2 separate regions of the Triticum aestivum genome follow, and region 1 is linked to region 2. The links are chromatin contacts, called in public Hi-C maps. All regions are on one chromosome and are shown on one strand. Each heading gives the region's core, a stretch centred on a gene start, on an enhancer-like site or on the middle of the called end of the contact. The rest is flanking DNA. Distances are from core to core; before and after follow the strand shown.

What was found. A called contact is a pair of places that touch in the nucleus more often than the background predicts.
Region 1: a Hi-C map of leaf shows a contact between it and region 2, with 2.8 times the contacts expected there. The contact joins the promoter of LOC123115235 here to the promoter of LOC123115191 in region 2. A contact is called at or near these places in 2 of 5 Hi-C or Micro-C datasets (both in leaf).

Annotation. Positions count from the first base shown.
Region 1 is chr1B:194,694,245-194,700,020 of IWGSC CS RefSeq v2.1, reverse strand. It overlaps LOC123115235 (protein ANTAGONIST OF LIKE HETEROCHROMATIN PROTEIN 1-like), which reads right to left and starts at 3,278. Exons shown (of 1, transcript XM_044536454.1): 1 at 1,463-3,278. The coding sequence starts at 3,130. The coding sequence ends at 1,706. LOC123115246 reads left to right here. Exons shown (of 4, transcript XM_044536458.1): 3 at 1-101; 4 at 1,125-1,526. The coding sequence ends at 1,213.
Region 2 is chr1B:194,147,826-194,154,001 of IWGSC CS RefSeq v2.1, reverse strand. LOC123115191 (serine/threonine-protein kinase tricornered) reads left to right here and starts at 1,664. Exons shown (of 13, transcript XM_044536423.1): 1 at 1,664-1,984. The coding sequence starts at 1,827.

The sequences.
Region 1 (5,776 bases), core at 2,029-4,528, 540 kb before region 2:
GGATCCACTGACAGGACGCCCAGAGCATGGCGGGCGTGATCGTCATACCTGTATAGCAATCAGAGATGTCTTGAAGTTGAAAGAAATATTTGACAAAGCTGGTATATCTGAATTCTAACTCTATTTTTTTCTGCTGTGTACAACAGACACTGGCTACAGTGTGCACATACGTTTTTCCTCTACTTGCCACCAACAACGCTAACCGCTAGTAGAGTATTTAACCTTACATTACTGCGGTGAGTAGCCCAAAGTTTCAACAATTCAGCAACTAAACGCACAAGCTCCAAAAGGATCTGTATACTTACTCATAGATAAAAAAAAAGTACTCCCTCCGATTCATATTACTTGTCACCCACTTAGTACAACTTTAGTACAAAGTTATATTACGTGAGCGACAATTGATATGGATCGGAGGGAGTATTAAATTCTAAGGTGACCCACGAAAACCCATGGATTGGTAGTACAAGCACTAAAGATCGAACTTATAAAACTGCAGTATGGCGTTTGCCTTGGTAGATATAGTTGCAGAGATAGACATATTCATCGCCTCAACTGTATCTGTCAATTACTGTTAATAGAGTGAAGTTATCCATAGTATGTTATGGTTCTGCCTAAATTTGTAACTGTTGCCGGTCAGGCTATTTGTGTGACAGACATGGCAATCAAAACCTCTGAGGGTAAAGTTATAGGTGTCTTGGCTCTGGAAAAACCTGTCCTGGGTTTAAAATAACCATTCTGTAGAAATTGTTGCAAGGTGTCAAAAGGGCGGTCTGATGTTATAGTTGATTCAACACTTGAACAGTGATGCTGATCAGATAAGCTTTTAAAAGACTGGTCAATTGATTTCTAAGAATGTCGAGCATATTACGTCCACATGACTTTATCACCCACATTCCCATCTCTTCGACATGAGAACATAAAGACTCACTGTTCCATGTTTTATGTTAGAACTTAATTCTCTTAGTTGACATTACCGCGTCACCTACTATGACTTTATTAATGTTAATTAGACTGCATTGCAGTTTTGCAATTCATTATGCTGGATTCTAGTTAGCCTCACAAAATTTCTCTATCGTCCATTGTCCGACAACACAATGACCTTCTACGCCTTGACCGTGATGCAGGAATCAGCTACACGCTCAGCAAATCTGGGCGACCAGCGATCTTTGCGCGAGACCCGGATGGAAATGCGTTGGAATTTACACAAGTATAGCAAGTGAGAGTCAGATTTCCAACTAGAACATACCTCACAGAATGGTGCTTGTAAGATTACTGTATCCAAGACCTTGTTGCAGGTCTTGCTGTCTAGCAAACAAGATCTGTCTGGGGCAATTCTGCTTGTGCCTTGTACATACCAGTCAAGAAATTGAGATGTATCTATCACATGATGATAGACTGGCACTTAAAATGTTAGCCAATTTGGTCTTTAGTAGTGATTGAGTATTACTGAATGACATGGGTATGGACAAATGGATATTGTGAATTCCTTCCACATTATGATACTTACACCAGATTTGAATGCGCTACGTTTTCTGATATCATTGTCAGTGCCTTCTAAATATCTCTTGGAACAAGCATGAAAAAAATAGTCCTAATCCCATTCGAAAGCTGTATGTTCTGAACTGGGATTCTTCCTATGCTTTCATGGAAGATCAGTAGTTCATCACATTACAGAAGCCCGCGTTTTGACACGGCGAACAGGCCCCTAGAGGAATGTAACGCTGGGGTGGCCGCCATGGAGGAGGTCGTGAGCAATCCTGTCCCGCTCCTTGTCGGCCTCTGCGGACAGCACTGGATTGGCAGCGGCGACCACGCCGGCATCGTCCTGCTGGGAGAGTTCGGACTGGATGTCGGCGTCGAGCTCCTCGCCGCTGCGTTCGCAGAAGTTGTGCAGCACGCAGCAGGCACCGATCATGTTGTGGAGGTCCGGCAGCTTGGGCTCGGTGCGGCGCTGCAGGCAGCGCCACCGCCCCTTGAGCCTCTGGAAGGCGCCCTGTGCTGCTGCGTGCGCGGCGGCGATGCGCTCGTTGAAGGCGTGCTGCGCCCATGTCAGGTTCTGGTGCGCGTACGGCACGAGCATCCAGTCCGTGAGCGGGTAGCTCGCGCCGCCCACCAGCCGGCACTGGTCGTCTCCGAGCATGCCGGTCTCGCAGCGGGCGTGCAGCGCGGACCTCTCGAGCACGGCGGCGTCGGACAGCGAGCCAGGGAGGCCGATGCATACGTCCGTGAAGGCGCCGTCAGCGTCCACGACGGCCTGCACGGCGACGGAATAGGAGGCCTTGTTGTTCCGCTCCGTGAGGCGGCGGTTGTAGTACTCGGCGACGTTGTCCTTGGGTGGGCCGATGGGGATGTGGTCGGTGTACACGGAGCCGACGACGCCGGGAATCCCGGACATGGCCTGGAACCTGGAGGCGGGGGATTCCAGCGGCCAGCGGACGGCCTTGGGCAGGAGGACGGCGGTGAGGGCGGCGCAGACCTGGAGGACGATGTTGTGGCAGGTGGAGATGCCGAGGCCGAAGCGGCGGGAGACCTCGCGGAGGGGCTCCCCGGTGGCGAGGCGCCAGAGGCAGACCGCGACGCGCTGGTGCACGGGTATGGCAGCGCGCAGCGCGGTGTCCTCCTTGGCGACGGCGGCGCTGAGCTCGTCGCAGAGCGCGTCGAAGGTGGCGCGCGACATGCGGAAGGCCTGGCGGAACTCGGCGTCCGGGCACGCCGGGCAGCTGAGGCGGTCCCACCACTCCGTGCTCCGCTCCCGCACCCACACCCGCCGGCCCCCGCTCCTTGCCGCTGGTGCTGCGTCGCCGCCGCTGTGGGCAGGCGAGGTGGGCGGCGAGCCCTGCACCTTCCTCCTGACCGCCTGCGGCCGCGACGAGCCGTCGTCTCCCGCGGGGACGAAGCCGCGTTTCCTTCCTTGACCAGTCATTTCCGCTGGTGGCGGTGGCAACGGCGCGGCGGCGTGTCCGAAGAAGGCTGGCGCGGCCTCGGCGGCGCCGTAGTAAGGGAAGGCGTCGGGCGCGGCGGCGAGGTCGTCGTTCATGAGGAAGGCGAGGAGGGAGGAGTGGTCGTCGGCAGCTGCTGGGCCGTCGAAGAGCGATGGAAGAGGGGTGAAGGGCGTGAGGTAGGTGCTCATGATCCGATCAGTCTCGTCGAGTCTTGGCTGGCGGAGCTAGCTCGATCGGCGGCGGCAGTCGGAAGTACAGTACTGGCAGTCGGGTGCTTCAGTGAGACGCGGGATGAGGAGGAGGATCGACGACGAGGAGGAGGAGATGGTTGAGGTGTGATGGAGCGCGGGCGAAGTCATATATAGGTATGGGGCCGCGGGGGGAGCTGGGGACGGACGCGGTATTCGTGACGGGAGACTAAAATTATGAGGCGGAGAAGGCGCGCGGAAGGCCGCCGCTCGCCCGCGTGTGTGGCGTTGTACCGCGGCGTACGCGGGTGGGGAGAACGGACGGGTGAGGGGAGGAAAGCGAGTGGCCGAGCCGAGTAGAGTTGCTAGAGTGGTGGGCTGCGATTCGCTGCCGGGTCCCACCGCAACGGGGTTCTATTATATTGAGGGGAAAATGGAAAAGGAAAATATCGTCTGTCGTGTGGTGGACTGATTTGGGGGCTGCCTGGCCGTACTGCCGTGTGGAGTGGTGGACTGACCGATCCGTGACGGCTCTTTCTCTTTCCGCGGGTTTCTTTTGTCACGACCCCTGCCTTGTATGGCCGGCTAGTCTTTGTCTATGGGTGCCTACGCGTCAACCGGATCGCCACTATAGCTGGCCAAACGGGCCGGGATAGTTGGGCCGGCCCGGTAGCACGGCCGGCACGGCACGGCACGTGCTAAACGGGCCGGGCCCGGCACGTGGCATGCCATGGGCCGTGCCTAGGCCTGAAGGGCGAGCACGCGGGCCGGCACGGCACGGCCCGATTAACTTTTTTATTTTTTTATGTATCCTAATATGGGCCAACAGATAAAAATAGGCTACAAAACGCTAAATGCGCGAAATAGGAGGTAGATTAGTGGGCTTGACGTGCCGGTGGGCCGGCCCGATTAGCATACGGGCCGTGCCTGGGCTGCAGGCTGCAGCACGCGGGCTGGCACGGCACGGCCCGTATAATAATCGTGCCTAGGCGGGCCGGGCCGTGCCAGGCACGATTAGGATGGGCCGTGCCGTGCCGGGCTGGGCCGGCCCGTTTGGCCAGCTATAATCGCCAAAACTAGTGCCTCCGTCCCATAATATACTTAATATAACAGCATTTTTAGTACTATATGGCTCCCTGTAGTTCTGAAAAGTAGTTGATTAGAGCAACTCCAACGGGGCGACCCATTTCGTCCGCCGCCGACCGTTTGGGTCGGCGCGGACAGAAAAGGCGGTCCAACGTGCTGAGTCAGACGCGCGTCGGCTTTTCGTCCGCGGGCGACCCACCCGGCCCATTTTTGAGCCGGATTTGCGTCGGCGCAGACACGCGACGGCGCACGCTCACCCTCTCCTCCCTCGGGCCCGCCGGTCTGTGTCACATTGCCCTCCCCCATCCAACAGCAACCCTCGCCCTCCTCCTCCGTCGCCGCCGCCGCCGCCCATTTTTGTCGGCGACTCTGCCAGCTGCCGGGGCCTCCACATCAGCCCAGCTACGCCGCCCACTCCCACGTCGCCCGCCATCGCCGTCTTGCCGCCGGGAGCCGACTGCTTCCCACCCTCCGCGCCCCCCCCACCACACAGCCGCCCCCGACCAAGAAGTCGCCTTGCCGCCCGGCCAAATCCTCACCGGCACGCTCATCGGACGCCGACACGCTGGCACGCTCGTCGGACGCCGGCAGGACAGCTAGCTAGTCCGTGCGCGCCGCAACTCCCTTCGCCGGCCGTCTCCTTCGCCGACGCCCACAAGTTGGTCGACAATTTGCCAAGGTACAAAATGGACTCCGCCGACGAGTTCTTTTTTCACAATTTCCTTTGCGACTCCGACGATTCGTCCTCCGATGACGAGGAGGAGATATTGACTGCTGTGTTGGTCCATCACCACCTCAACAGTCAGCGGCCATTGTTCCGTGGCTCCATTCCGGGCCACCTTCTGGCGTTGAATCGCAACCGAGAGAGCGGGCATTTCCTTCTTTGGAAGGACTACTTTGATACAACAAACCCGTTCTTCAAACATCAGAAATTCCGCCGCCGTTTTCGTATGAGTAGGCATCTTTTCAACCGTATTAGAGAGGGGGTGGTCGGCTATGATGACTATTTTGAGTGCAAAGAGGATGCCGTTGGCAAGATTGGTTTTTCCTCTTATCAGAAATGCACTGCCGCCATCCGAATGCTTGCATACGGAGTGCCCGGTGATCTCATTGACGAGTACGTCCGTTTGAGCGAGTCTTCTTGCCTAGAGTCCCTGTATAAGTTCTGCAAGGCTGTTATTGCTGTGTTTGGCCTGAGTACTTGAGAGAGCCGACTGCTAAAGATACATCCCGTTTGTTGGCGATGAATGCTAGCCGGGGCTTCCTAGCATGCTTGGTAGTATAGACTGCATGCATTAGGAGTGGAAGAACTGCCCTTCTGCTTGGCAAGGGCAGTATAAGGGCCATGTCAGGGCTTGCACTGTCATACTTGAGGCCGTGGCGTCTCAAAATCTCTGGATCTGGCACTCTTTCTTTGGCATGGCCGGATCACACAATGATATCAACGTGCTTCAGCGCTCACCGGTGTTTGCTAGGCTTGCCGAAGGCAACATCCCGCCGGTGAACTTTACTGTCAACGGCCACACCTACGATAAAGGATACTATCTGGGTGACGGTATC
Region 2 (6,176 bases), core at 415-2,914:
TCATGAAATTGATGATGAAGGAGGGTTGGTGATGACGAAGATCGAAGATCCCCTCTCCGGAGCCTCAAACGGACTCTAGATCTGGCCTCCCGATGAAGAACAGGAGGTGGTGGCGGCTCCGTATCGTGAAACGCGATAAAACTTCCTCCTCGATTTTCTCTTCAAAAATATGATTTTATAGCATCGAAATTAGGGTCTGCGGGGCCACCAGGCGGGCACAACCCACCAGGGCGCGCCAGAGGTGGGGAGGGGCGCCCTGGTGTCTTGTGCCCAGCCAGGGGCCCCCTCCGGTGGTTCTTGGCTCCAGTATTTTTCTTTTATTATAAAATAATTCTTCAAAAAGTTTCGTTCCATTCCGATTTTTTTTATTTCTGCACAAAAAACAACACCATGGTAGTTCTGCTGAAAACAGCGTCAGTTCGGGTTAGTTTCATTCAAATCATGCAAACTAGAGTCCAAAACAAGAGCAAAAGTGTTAGGAAAAGTAGATACGACGAAGACGTATCAGACTATCAGAGTGCAGGACCACTCACTATTGGTAGAGTTATCAGGTGACACACCCTTTCCTTTTCCCATTCTTTTGGAGGCTGAAGCACGTCGATTTGAATTTTACCGAAACGGTTGAGAGCATTAAAGCAAAAAGATTTTCTACATGCTCGTCGCAAGTTAGTGGCACAAATTTTTGCTCACTACTATCGAAATATTTCAGTTCAACAACATCGGCTTGGCTCCAGGGATAATCAGAAGAGAGGGAGTTGCATAAATCTTTAAACCAAACAATTGTTTCTACCACTTTTGGATAGCAAAATCCAGACAAATGATGCGCTTTTGTACCCCGCACGATGCTAGTTTCCATTATAACTGCGAGCCGAAAGGCAAACGCTCGATCAATCCTACAATTAGGCAGGCAATAATTTAGTCAAGTAGACAACAATTCACGAGTCCATTGGTCAAATTAATACTAGGCACATTATCGAGTTAGATCACACATTTCAAGGGGTTCGAGTCTTATCCAGCCGGAATCCATGAGTTCTCTGCTGCTCCTAGTTCGCCCCAATCCTCCCCACGGTCGATGGGACGGAGGCCGGTGTCCCTCGACATTGCCCAAGCCTACGAAGCTTAATCTGCTGTCGGGGCAGGGAACGCGGCGGATCCCCTTGAGCCAGTACAAGCCTGGGGCACGGAACGCGGCGGATCAGTGCACCGTGGGCGAGGGCTCTTGTCGATTGCATGCTAATTGGGAGATGGTGGTCGGATGGGTGGGGGGAGGCGTACGTGCGGTGCACCCTTTCTTCGGTTGCTTCGCCAACAACGGCGGTTGTGTGGGGAACGATCACTTAGATATGCAATAATTAGGACACCCCTAGACGTGCCATTGACAGGTCCTTTGAGAAATATCTAATGCAGTGAGCACTTTCCTTACCCTCTTGTTTAATACAACGGGCTATCGTGTTTCAGAAAAAGAAAAGATAGAATATTATCTGCAAAATTGCCTTTTCTTCCGAATCAATCGTGTAAAATTTGCCATAAAGCTCGGTGTGCTCCATTTACTCACTAGCTGTCTCCAGCCTGTTTTATTATTATTATTATTATATACAAAAAAAAGCTGTCTCCAGCTCCAGCCTGTAGTCCTCCACTAAAAAAGACCAGGTTATTCATCTCTAACCTCAAACTAACCAAACAAGAAGCAGCCGCGTCGGCGAAGCCAATAAGAGAAACCATTACTAGCACTACCAAGAGAGAAAACAATTTTAAAAGAATTTCGAGTTCGCGACAGCGAGAAGCAGAGCCGGGTCGCGGGGCCGCGGGCGGGCGTGCGCGTTAGCATGGAGAGCGAGACGGCGGCGCGCGGTGGCCGGAGCCAGCCGCTGGTGGAGGAGGCGGTGGGGTCCAGCCGCACCATGGAGCGCGTCGCGGCTGCGAAGAAGATCATCGAGAACGACTACCGCGAGCGCATGAAGAATCTCCGGGAGCGCAACGAGAGGTACAGCCGGCCTCCCATCCTGTCCCGAAACTCCTGATTTTGTCTATTCGGCCGCGTGCGGGTGTACCTGGATCTCGGGGGGTCGGGATGATCGAGGGATTGGGGATATCTCAGCGATTCGGGGGTTTATACTTTTGTCCTCTGTAGTTTCCGCTGCATGTCTAGCTGGTAATTCGGCGACTTTTAGGGTAATTTGTTCTAGACTGTGGCTGTAGATTATACTGTGGGCTACTCCATCTTTGAACTTTTTTTTCTCTAGAATATGCACGAGTCATATACTCCCTCCGTCCCAGAATAAGTGTCTATAGAAGAAAGGGGTGAAGAAACCCTCCACAAGGTTTACAACCGATTTACTAGGCTCTCACTAGCCACCACAAGATAGTTACATTAGTATGGGATTACTCGCGGCTAGCCTGCCTACTCAGACCACCGAAGAAAAACTCAAAGTCACCCTTTAGTAGACCCGCTGATTTCCATGTCCGTCCTTCATGATTAATGTTCGGCAAGGCTAGTTGATGGGATGGGGTTGTGCCGTCGAATACTATGGTTTTACAGTGTTTCCAAAGTTCCCATAAGCAAAGCGTGATAATCGCCTTTAGGTCTCATGGTGAGCATTGAGCCGCAACCCGCGTGGTGCACCACTCCACCAACTCCTCGTCCACCACTGGAGTTTGGTTTGGCTCGTCGAGAGCGCTCCAAATCCATAGCCACAGGTTCTCGCAAAGACACATGTGAGGAGGATGTGGTTGATTGTTTCGACCTGTTGGTTGCAAGATGGCACGTAGTTTGGTGTGGGAGTCCTCGGTGCGCCAGACGGTCTGAAGTCCAGCAACGGTTCTGCATGGCCAACCACGAGAAGAACCGGCCTATCTTTGAACTTTGGGACGTGCAATTACGGTGTAGGTTGGGGTGAGCTGATTCGCTGAGGGATTTTGGATGGTTGATAGTTACTCCCTCCGTCCCATAATGTAAGACGTTTTTCAACTCTAGTGTAGTGTCAAAAAACATCTTACATTATGGGACGGAGGGAGTATCTGTTAATTGGATTGAATTGTTGCTCATTGCTCCATTGAGCTGAGCATCCTTTGTCAATGCGGTTCTTGGATTGTAGCTAGAAGAAAACAGGGGCTTGTGTTGTCTGATTGCTTATGTGGAGAATTTGTCTTGACATATTGGTGTTTGCAGCGTGCAGACCTGAGTTTCTTGCTCCATGTTCACTAGTGCTGTCTTTTGTACTTTTTGGGGGTGGTTTGCCTATTCAGGTGTGTGCAGACATGCTGTAAGTTGGGTTTTAGGGCATCTTCAAGTCGGGCACCCATTCTGGCTGCAAATGTTCGGCCTGTCTGGTACAGACACTTTTAGCCGTCCAACGCAGGCACCCATTTTGAGCCAGACTATCTGGAATATCCTAGCCTGGCCCCAACTCGAGGGGCGGAGTAGGGGAGTTCGGACATCTACCACGTCAGATCCGACGTCCCGGACCCACGCCAAAAACCCTAATCAGTCCCTTCCCCGTCCCACACCCCTCTCTCTCTTTCCATGCCTGACCCTGAGGCCGCTACCAAATCCACCTCGGTCGCCGCTATAACAGCAATACCACCACCACTGGCCTTTGCCGCCGCAATGAATCTCTCTGGCCCAACGAACTTGACCTTGTCCAACATCTTCGAGGTGCTACCGTCGCAAGCACCCACGTCGGCCAAATTCGGAGAGTATCAAGCAGCAAGAGCGCCGCACGAGAGAGAAGGTGCAAGGGGCCGGTGCAAGGGGCCAGTGCGGCGGTGTGAGCATGAGCTCCTCTTGCAAGCTATGCCGCTGTGTCGGGTGTGCCTGCACACGCGTCGCCCCACGGCGCCCTTGCCTACGACTACAGCCCGGACTCACAGTAGTCCCCCCCTCCACCCACTCTGGTCTCCCGTTCATCATCAACCTCAACATCGACTACAACTTCACCGAGTCATTGCGGCAAATCCGGCAGCATACACCACCGGAGGATAGCTTCTCTGCAGGCGCTCGCAACCTGTTCAACGGACCTCCCCCTCCTAAGCTCGACACGGCCAAAGAGGTGATGATGTCCATGATCAACGATGGTCAAACGAACGGAGGGGTGGAAAAACAATACTCGCCGGCGCCGAGATGGAAGCAAAGAAAGCGAAGAGAGGAGTTGTATACACCACCAAGGAGGACGAGTTGTTTTGCTTGGCTTGGTTGGGCAATAGCGTTGATCCATTTGTCGGTGTTGAGCAAAGGGGTGCGATGTTTTTTAGGAAGGCGCCCAACAAAGGGGTGCGACCTTATTGAGGAAGGCGCATGAGTTCTTTCATGGCATGAAGAACTACCCGCCGTATCATGTGGCGGTGATCGGAGTGGGAACTCCTTCAATCATCGGAACAAGTGTTGTGGTGCATATGCCCAAATCAAGAACAGTGCACCAAGTGGCATGGGTATCGTTGAGCTTGTAAGCTTCGCTTCCCATAAAGTTCATCATATGATTTATTTGCCCTATATGTTGCAATGTTTTTCATCATGTGATTCATTTGCTTTTCTAGCCGGCCTCGTGGCGCCACTGTCCAAGAAAATCGAGGGTAGGCCATTCACCATGCATCATTGTTGAATCAAGTCGAATGGCCAAATCAAATGGAGTGACTTGGCCAATTTACTCAAAGCCGCAAACGCAAAAGTGCCGCAACCTCCCAAATGGATGAAGTTGGTGAAACAAGCGGTGGAGTTCAAGGGGGGCTTGCATTGGCAACCCGTGTATCGAGGGGGGGGGGATGGGAAGTGGGAGACCGAGAGGGCAAGGTGCAATCGGGCGGCCAAATGTCGGAGAAGTGGGAGGACATCATGGACAAGAACGAGGTGGCAAGTGCCAAAACACAATGAGCTCAAGGAGGAAAAGGAGGAGAGGTTTAAAGAGTTCATGGAGATGCAAGCAAAGAAGGTTGACATTGAGTAGAAGAGGCTTGCAGTTCAGACGGTGTGCGAGGAGTCCAAGGTCATGTATGTCAAGGCTGACGACTTGGATGCCGATGCGGCATTGTGATTTCACTAAATGCGCAGTGGAATCATTGCATGCTATGCAAATGGTGGTTGGCACTGATTCATTCGGTTGCTTTTGTTTGAATTGTTGGATCTGGATTATGAAGTTTGTTTGAATTGTTTGTCATTTGTCATGCACAATTTATCTTCCAATTGTTTGAACATTGATGAAATTTGACTTAGCGAAAAAAAGAGGGCGGAGGAAGGACAGACAAGTAGGGGATTTTTTTGTGATAGCCTTGAGATGTCCTTAGTGGCATGTTTTAACAATTGTCAACTGGACATAGCAATGTGCTTTAAGGGGTTCGACAATAGTAGGTGGAGCCAGGATTTTGTCATGTGTGCATGTAGGTGGGTGGCCATTGTGGTGGGACTTAGCGCACATTTGCACTTGACTGACTTGACATTGATGAGTTTGACGCATTACTTACACTTAGTCAATCGATGGCACAAACAAAACAGATACAAGTGCCTGATCAAAGCCTAAACGAACAAAAGAGACGAAACATTGTGCACATTTTTTGGAGTTTAGGAAAACATTGTGTATTTGTGCAGTAGAAATTAGATTAAGTGCGAACTTGAAGTGCTCAATAAGAATATTGTTTTGGTGCCTTTTAGCCTCGTCCAAACAGACATTTAATCACATAGGATAAGTTAAATGGCTGGTATTAACTGCCAATGCCAATAAAAGCTACTCCCTCCATCCAAGTTTATTAGGCAACATTTTGGAAATCTCTGATACCTTTCATTGACTGGGTTTGTATCTTCAAGAAAAGAAGTTGAGAGTCCCCACAAAAAGGAAAAAGAAAACTTGTTGAGAGCGATCCACGTATTATGCATATATGTTATAAGTAAAAAGTTAAAATTCTATACTTACTTGGTGACATTCCTATTAAAGATTATTCATCCGTGTCACTCTATTTTAGTTTCCTTATGCATATGCTGTCAAATCGCCGATCTCTAGATATATCTCCTGCAAAGTTTGTGGCTGGCTTCTGCATCTCAACCGCCTCAACACAAGCTTCAACCTGCACCACAAAAACCTTCTGCCTTCTGCGACATGCCTGATGTGCATGGCCCATGCAGATGACTGCCTACATCTATTCGTCCGCTGCCCCGCGGCGGCCAGAGTCTGACGGAAGGCAGGAATTCA